Linked DNA regions of Salmo salar: region 2 is linked to region 1. Evidence: chromatin contacts called from public Hi-C data. All regions are on one chromosome and are shown on one strand. Each heading gives the region's core, a stretch centred on a gene start, on an enhancer-like site or on the middle of the called end of the contact. The rest is flanking DNA. Distances are from core to core; before and after follow the strand shown.

Region 1 (4,035 bases), core at 1,097-3,596:
GCAGGCATGCCAACATCTACCTGATGGTTGTTTTTTACTCCTTCCTAGCACCTCTCCTGTATGAGGGTGTTGAAACATGTAGTGCATTGTGCTGACATAATAGCATGGGGAGGGACAGTGAGTTCTCTGGCATTCCTCCCACTGCACGCCTACACTAGTCTATGCAGATGTGCTCTGAACACGTTCGCAAAGCAACACAGCAGGCAACCTCCCACCTGGCTGTAATGTGGGTTTTGCATCTTAGAAGTGAAAAACAGCTACACTTCATTGTTAGTAACCCCACTCATCTGTCATCAGCTTGTCACAGAGGACAAATGCTCAGTGATGATGTATGACATGATAAATCTATAAGTTACAGTCATCAATGGAAGGTAATGGAGATCTAGCTAAGCTATATTGTGACAACAACAAGAGATGAGTGATGGACTGGATGTTGAACGGGAAATGTGAATTTACCCGTTCCGCTAAATCCTTGAAAACAAATGGGATGGTTTTTCCATTTCAGCACACAGCTAGGAAGAGTGCTGAAAGAGAAGGGAAAGAGATTGTCATTAGTCCAAGCACATTGCTACAAATTGGCCTAGCAACTATTCATCAATCATTGTATGCAAACTCACCATGGCATGATGCAGATCATTCATGACATGAATACAAACTAGCGAACTATTTAGGTAGCTATGCATGTAGCTCTATGGTGCAACATGATGAAGAGATAATCTCGTTTGGCCCAATAGCTGTTAACATGTCGATATCAAGGGCAATGTGTATGATTAGATAGCCAAATCCACAGTTAGCGTAATAGCTAACCACAGATGTCACGACAGCTGTCATTGGCTCATATGGCTGATAGCTTACGTTACACAATACCCTTTGACAACAATACAGTATCTACCCAGCAAACATGACCCCATGTGAGTATTTGGTGGGCACGGGCTAACCCACAACAAGCCCAACACGGGCTAGCCCACAACAAGCCCAACATGGCTTTCCCACACTAGTCCAACAAAGGTTAGCCCACACCAAGCCCAGCTTCTTCATAAATGTAAAGGTGGGGGCTCATTAGAATAGTTAGTGGCGTGGTTTGCAAATATGTTAAAGTGAAAAAAATGAGTGTTTGGAACTTTAAAGACAATTATCTAGGAATCATATTTTTTCAGATAGAACCTTATAGTTCTATGGTTATTTTTGTGCAATCTTACTAGTGAATTTAAAAAGAAAAAAATACCTTGTACATTGTCAATGACGAATACTGTAAAACAATATATATTTATAAGTGCATGAGACATGACAACTAAGTTTCTCTGGTAATGATATATATATATATATCATTACCAGAGAAACTTAGTTGTCATATATATATATATATATGATAACGACAACATTGTTGTCTTTCTGATACAATGTAACAGGCAGCCGATCCAAAAGGGTGGGCTTATTTCAGGAAAAGTGAGGGCTGCCCTTGGGGCCAATGTGGAGCCTTTGAGCAAAGGCGCATCCTACATGGGTTTAACCCGCATTGGGACCACATCCTGCCAATGTGGGCACATTTTCTAGGCAAAGTGAGGGCTACCCTCACCCCCACACTGAGCCAATGTCTTTGGGGCAAATGTGGAGCCGATGATCAGAAGGCACATCGGCCCAATGTGGGAAGCCTACATGTGGCCAATATTTTTGCCCGCATTGGGCCCATATTGTCATTGTGCCAATGTGGACAAATTGGCTCGGTATCTAGGCTAGTTAACTACGCAGTGGGAGCTCACCTGAAAATTGTCCAACGCAGAACTATTGAATAACGAAATCCAATACCTCCACAACAGCGAAGAGAAAAGGGGTTTAAGCGAATCTATCAACAGTAAAACTAGACAAGTCCACCTCCCCGGCTACAAACAGCTAACGTTAGCTACAAGAAATAGCTAGCTTAGCATCTGATGCTAGCAGCTACCTGTCAGTCTAGTCACGCGGTGGTAATATCGAAGTATCTTGCTCTATATCGTGATGTTAAAGATTGAGAAAACGCATTAATTCATTAGTTACTTATCACTGTCGCTATTATTGTTGTTAACGAGGTTAAAAGCCTTCGGCTTTAGTGGTGCACCACTTCCGACTCACAACGGAAACTTTGACCGGAAAACCCTCCTCTCAGCCAGAAAGGCAAATCGTTACTGCCATATAGCAACAACTTGATGACCAGTATCAAATATATACTCACATCTAACCACACGACTGAATGAGATGTCAACTGCTTTGGGAATAATGTAGCTATGGCATAGATGTTTTTCCAGTCTTGCCTTGAATTGAAGAGAAGTTGAATCATGGCAATAAACTCTTTCTGTGTTGTGGGCTTGTGGAGTGAAATGCATGGTCTGTGGCGCCACCTACGGGTTATTTCTGATCCCTTTCCAAAACTCAGGCCTGACAGTCATCGGAAGTTCGACATCGAATAGATTAGATGATGGGTGAGTTTTAGCAAGCATATGGAGTTGCATAACCATCACTTAAGAATATCTGACTTTTAAGAAAGTGCTCATCATTATGATCAGATTATTGTACATGTCTTATATGATCTTTCACTGATTAAAGTGAAACTGGAAACACATCTCCCTCACTAGCTTTAAGCACCAGTTGACAGAGCAGCTCACAGATTACTGCACCTGTACATAGCCCATCTATAATTTAGCCCAAACAACTACCTCTTCCCCTACTGTATTTATTTATTTATTTTGCTCCTTTGCACCCCATTATTTCTATTTCTACTTTGCACTTTCTTCCACTGCAAATCTACCATTCCAGTGTTTTACTTGCTATATTGTATTTACTTCGCCACCATGGCCTTTTTTTTGCCTTTACCTCCCTTATTTCACCTCATTTGCTCACATTGTATATAGACTTATTTTTCTACTGTATTATTGACTGTATGTTTGTTTTACTCCATGTGTAACTCTGTGTTGTTGTATGTGTCGAACTGCTTTGCTTTATCTTGGCCAGGTCGCAATTGTAAATGAGAACTTGTTCTCAACTTGCCTACCTGGTTAAATAAAGGTGAAATAATTTTTGGGCCCGAACAATAATACAAGTATGTAAAACTGTCTAATAAACATTCTGCAGTGAAGTGCATGAGACGCACACACTACATAATACATTGTGAAACTGTGATCTGATGAATTCTTTTAAGATGCATCCTTTCCATTTTTATGAACCTGATTTTATTTGGTAAATTGTGTGTGTGTGTATATATACAGAGCTCCAGAAGATGGCTGCAGAGGTGTTTGGGATGGAGGCAGCTCTCAGGGCTTCTGAGTGGTGCAGTGGTCTAAGGCACTGTATCTCAGTGCAAGAGGTATCACTGCAATCCCTGGTTTGAATCCAGGCTGCATCACCTCTGGATGTGATTGGGAGTCCCATAGGGTGGCGCACAATTGGCCCAGCGTCGTCTGGGTCTGGCCGGGGTAGGCCGTCATTGTGAATAAGAATTTGTTCTTAACTGCCTAGTTAAATAAAGGTTAAATAAAAAAAATAAACATCCCCTCTGGAACCATGGTAAACCTCATAACCAGCGACAGCCCGCCCAAATATATATATATATATATATATATATACATACATACATACATACAAAACATTAAGAACACTGGCTCTTTCCATGACAGACTGACCAGGTGAATCCAGGTGAAAGCTATGATCCCTTATTGATGTCACTTGTTTTTTATTTAACCAGGCTCTTGTTAAATCCACTTCAATCAGTGTATATGAAGTGGAGGAGACAGGTTAAAGACGGATTTTTAAGCCTTGAGACAATTGAGACATGGATTGTGTACGTGTGCTATTCAGAGAGTGAATGGGCAAGACATACAATGTAAGTGCCTTTGAACGGGGTATGGTAGTAGGTGCCAGGCACACCGGTTTGTGTCAAGAACTGCAACTGTGCTGGGTTTTTCACGCTCAATAGTTTCCTGTGTGTATCAAGAATGGTCCACGGAATGCCACCGTGGGCGCATAGGCCGTGCGAACATTGCTTGGATTGTATTTCTAGCTCTT
Region 2 (4,035 bases), core at 698-3,197, 39 kb before region 1:
CAGTGAAGGAGGAACAGCCTGCTATAGTATGAGAGAGGTGTATGTCTGAGAACAATCAATAAAGATCTGAATTACAGACCAGACAGGATCTTTAAGGAGGGGAGGACAGATGGGAGAGAGGAGTGATGGAACAACTTTCTGAGAGGGGGACTTTCTAGATCCATCACTCTTCAACTGTATTGGTCCTCAGCATGTCCCTGTGTGTGTACTTTGTGTGTGTGAGTGTCTGTAGGCTGTGTGTGTGTGTGTGTGTGTGTGTCACTAAGCATCTCACCCCAGAAGCCCCCATCAAAACACAAATGTGGACATACACGTAAGCACACAAACATACACAACAAAACAAGTACAAGACACACACTGGAAAGTTGAAGAGGATGATGGAGGGACACTGGAGATTTCATCACCTGTGTGTGTGTGTGTGTGTGTGTGTGTGTGTGTGTGTGTGTGTGTGTGTCCATTGTGGGACGTAATGCTGGCTTACAGGAAGGGGTCAAGCCAGAGGTTAGGAGGTCAACCGGGGGGATGGGGTCACAGACTAGCAGGCCTAAATATTGGCCTAACCACTCATATCAAGTCAACATGTCTCCAAATACATGCAAATGGATCATGGAGGATCCTGTCTACTCTGTAATTCACTCTTATTTATATATCCAACTGCACTGTGACTGGAAAGCCATGACATGAGCACTACCGTCAACTGACAACGGTTTTACCGTCAAGGCCCTGTATTCTGCTATAGCCTTGGGCCAAAGTCATAACAAGTGACTTATAAAGGTTGGTTGTAATGCCTCCCCCACAGGAACACAACCTGATCCTCAGTAATCTGGACTAATCTGGAATAAGGTCCTGTATGTATGTTTGTCTGTGCAGGATAACTGTGTAGATACACAGTTCCCCTGGCCTGTTGTTGTTGTGTAATAAGAGTGGGAGCACAGAGGAGAGGCCCATCTTAGGGCCAGGTTAGCCACTTTGCACCCGAGTTGTGACCCATCGTAACAAGCCTAGCACAACCATCCGGAGCTCTTGCAAGCTTACATTCTGTTGAAGTGAAGCGAAACAAGAGTGACGCGGTCAGGATGGTCTTGGATCAGGCTAGGTCATAACAGAAGCAAATCCTGAATTGAAAATCAAACAGACCCCAACCCGGGTGCAGATTGAGTGCACTCGTCAAGGAGAGTCAGTGACAACGCTGTCACTGACTGACAATTGTGGCCTTGTTAGGGTCCTTCTGAAGGGTGCAGGTTAGGGAGTTAGTCAGCTTCTCTCTCCAGTAAGAACCGAGAGATAGCCCATGTACTTCCTCCTTCCTACAGCTGAACACTGAGTCTCTTCAGCTACTGAACAGAGCACAGAACAGGAAGTGGACACAGAAGGGGAAGCTGGCTGGCCCACTTGATAACACAACAACGCAAAACACAAGACAACACAACGCAAATTACAACACAACAAACCTGTCTGTCCAATGGAACCGGAAGAGAAACTGTGCTGGTCAAGCATGCAGAGGGTGATATTCTATTATATTTGCTGCTCTAGACAATTGAGATAAGGATGAAGAGTTTGGGCACTACTTACGTGGCATGATCCCTTGGCTGACCAGCTCCTCCCGGGTGCGTCTCTGCTGTAGTTTGAGCTGGAGGACTGCATGAGGACAGTGAGAGAGAGGTAGAGGAGAGTCAGCAACTGCCAGCATGGAAACAACAACAACAACCTCTTCAAAACAAGAGTTTCAGGTCCAGACTCCCATCCTACACTGAAGAATCCGTCTGCAGGGCAGAGAGGGTATCCTTATGTCAACAAACACAGAAGCAGACGGATAGAGCAGGACTCAATGGACAGAACCCTCGCCTTTTTTTACTTCCTCCCTCTTTTTTTTTTTTTTTTGCTGTTGCAAAGGAGGGCGGAGTACATTATTACACACTTCCTGTTTCTATACTCAAAGTGCACTTATAAAAACACAGAAGAATGTGTGTTTGAGAGAGACTCCTTGTTGCATGTACGCCTGACACATCGTTATTTCAAAACAGGAAACATCTCTTACATAACGACTCAGAGATACAGTCAGTAATACAATCGCACAATCAGTCTTGTCTGTCAGCAGACTGTTTTCTCACTGTTTAACCACTTAGGTTGACCTATTAATTAATTCCTCACAGTAGCCTGTATTATCAAGCCAGCTATGGTATACTTCCTTTCATTGTTGAAAGAGTTGCAGTACAAACTACAGTGAGGGAAAAAAGTATTTGATCCCCTGCTGATTTTGTACGTTTGCCCACTGACAAAGAAATGATCAGTCTATAATTTTAATGGTGGGTTTATTTGAACAGTGAGAGACAGAATAACAACAAAAAAATCCAGAAAAATGCATGTCAAAAATGTTATAAAATGATTTGCATTTTAATGAGGGAAATAAGTATTTGACCCCTCTGCAAAACATGACTTAGTACTTGGTGGCAAAACCCTTGTTGGCAATCACAGAGGTCAGACGTTTCTTGCAATTGGCCACCAGGTTTACACACATCTCAAGAGGGATTTTGTCCCACTCCTCTTTGCGGATCTTCTCCAAGTCATTAATGTTTCGAGGCTGACGTTTGGCAACTCAAACCTTCAGCTCCCTCCACAGATTTTCTATGGGATTAAGGTCTGGAGACTGGCTAGGCAACTCCAGGACCTTAATGTGCTTCTTCTTGAGCCACTCCTTTGTTGCCTTGGCCATGTGTTTTGGGTCCTTGTCATGCTGGAATACCCATCCACGACCCATTTTCAATGCCCTGGCTGAGAGAAGGAGGTTCTCACCCAAGATTTGACGGTACATGGCCCCGTCCATCGTCCCTTTGATGCGGTGAAGTTGTCCTGTCCCCTTGCAGAAAAACACCCCCAAAGCATAATGTTTCCACCTCCATGTTTGACGGTGGGGATGGTGTTCTTGGGGTCATAGGCAGCATTCCTCCTCCTCCAAACACGGCGAGTTGAGTTGATGCCAAAGAGCTCCATTTTGGTCTCATCTGACCACAACACTTTCACCCAGTTGTCCTCTGAATCATTCAGATGTTCATTGGCAAACTTCAGACGGGCATGTATATGTATTCTTGAGCAGGGGGACCTTGCGGACGCTGCAGGATTTCAGTCCTTCACGGCGTAGTGTGTTACCAATTGTTTTCTTGGTGACTATGGTCCCAGCTGCCTTGAGATCATTTACAAGATCCTCCTGTGTAGTTCTGGGCTGATTCCTCACCGTTCTCATGATCATTGCAACTCCACGAGGTGAGATCTTGCATGGAGCCCCAGGCCGAGGGAGATTGACAGTTCTTTTGTGTTTCTTCCATTTGCGAATAATCGCACCAACTGTTGTCACCTTCTCACCAAGCTGCTTGGCGACGGTCTTGTAGCCCATTCCAGCCTTGTGTAGGTCTACAATCTTGTCCCTGACATCCTTGGAGAGCTCTTTGGTCTTGGCCATGGTGGAGAGTTTGGAATCTGATTGATTGGTTGCTTCTGTGGACAGGTGTCTTTTATACAGGTAACAAGCTGAGATTAGGAGCAGTCCCTTTAAGAGTGTGCTCCTAATCTCAGCTCGTTACCTGTATAAAAGACACCTGGGAGCCAGAAATCTTTCTGATTGAGAGGGGATCAAATACTTATTTCCCTCATTAAAATGCAAATCAATTTATAACATTTTTGACATGCGTTTTTCTGGATTTTTTTGTTGTTATTCTGTCTCTCACTGTTCAAATAAACCTACCATTAAAATTATAGACTGATCATTTCTTTGTCAGTGGGCAAACGTACAAAATCAGCAGGGGATCAAAAACTTTTTTTCCCTCACTATATTATGTACTGCAAATCTTGCAACAATTAAAGGAAGTAAGTAGACCCTTATCAGTCTTCCAATCAGAACAACTGACCACCTAAATGACTGTGTTTATGAGTCACACTGGTGGCAGGTAGCTTAACAGTTAGAGCTTTGAGCCAGGAACCTAAAGGTCCAAATCCCCAAGCCGACAAAGTGAAAAATCTGTCAACGTGCCCTTGAGCAAG

What was found. A called contact is a pair of places that touch in the nucleus more often than the background predicts.
Region 2: a contact with region 1 is called in a Hi-C map of gill, with 2.0 times the contacts expected there. The contact joins the enhancer-like site here to the promoter of mrtfab in region 1. A contact is called at or near these places in 3 of 3 Hi-C or Micro-C datasets (blood, gill and muscle).

Annotation. Positions count from the first base shown.
Region 1 is chrssa28:13,709,682-13,713,716 of Ssal_v3.1, reverse strand. mrtfab (myocardin related transcription factor Ab) reads right to left here and starts at 2,346. Exons shown (of 18, transcript XM_045710328.1): 1 at 2,210-2,346; 2 at 457-524.
Region 2 is chrssa28:13,748,318-13,752,352 of Ssal_v3.1, reverse strand. mrtfab (myocardin related transcription factor Ab) reads right to left here. Exons shown (of 18, transcript XM_045710328.1): 4 at 1,573-1,638. Among protein-coding and RNA genes, the nearest start is that of mrtfab, 39 kb to the right of the region's middle. Within about 2 kb of position 1,947, at least 4 of the 13 cell types and tissues checked have an H3K27ac peak or open chromatin away from gene starts, as enhancers often do. A contact at or near this core is called in gill, where this site is marked.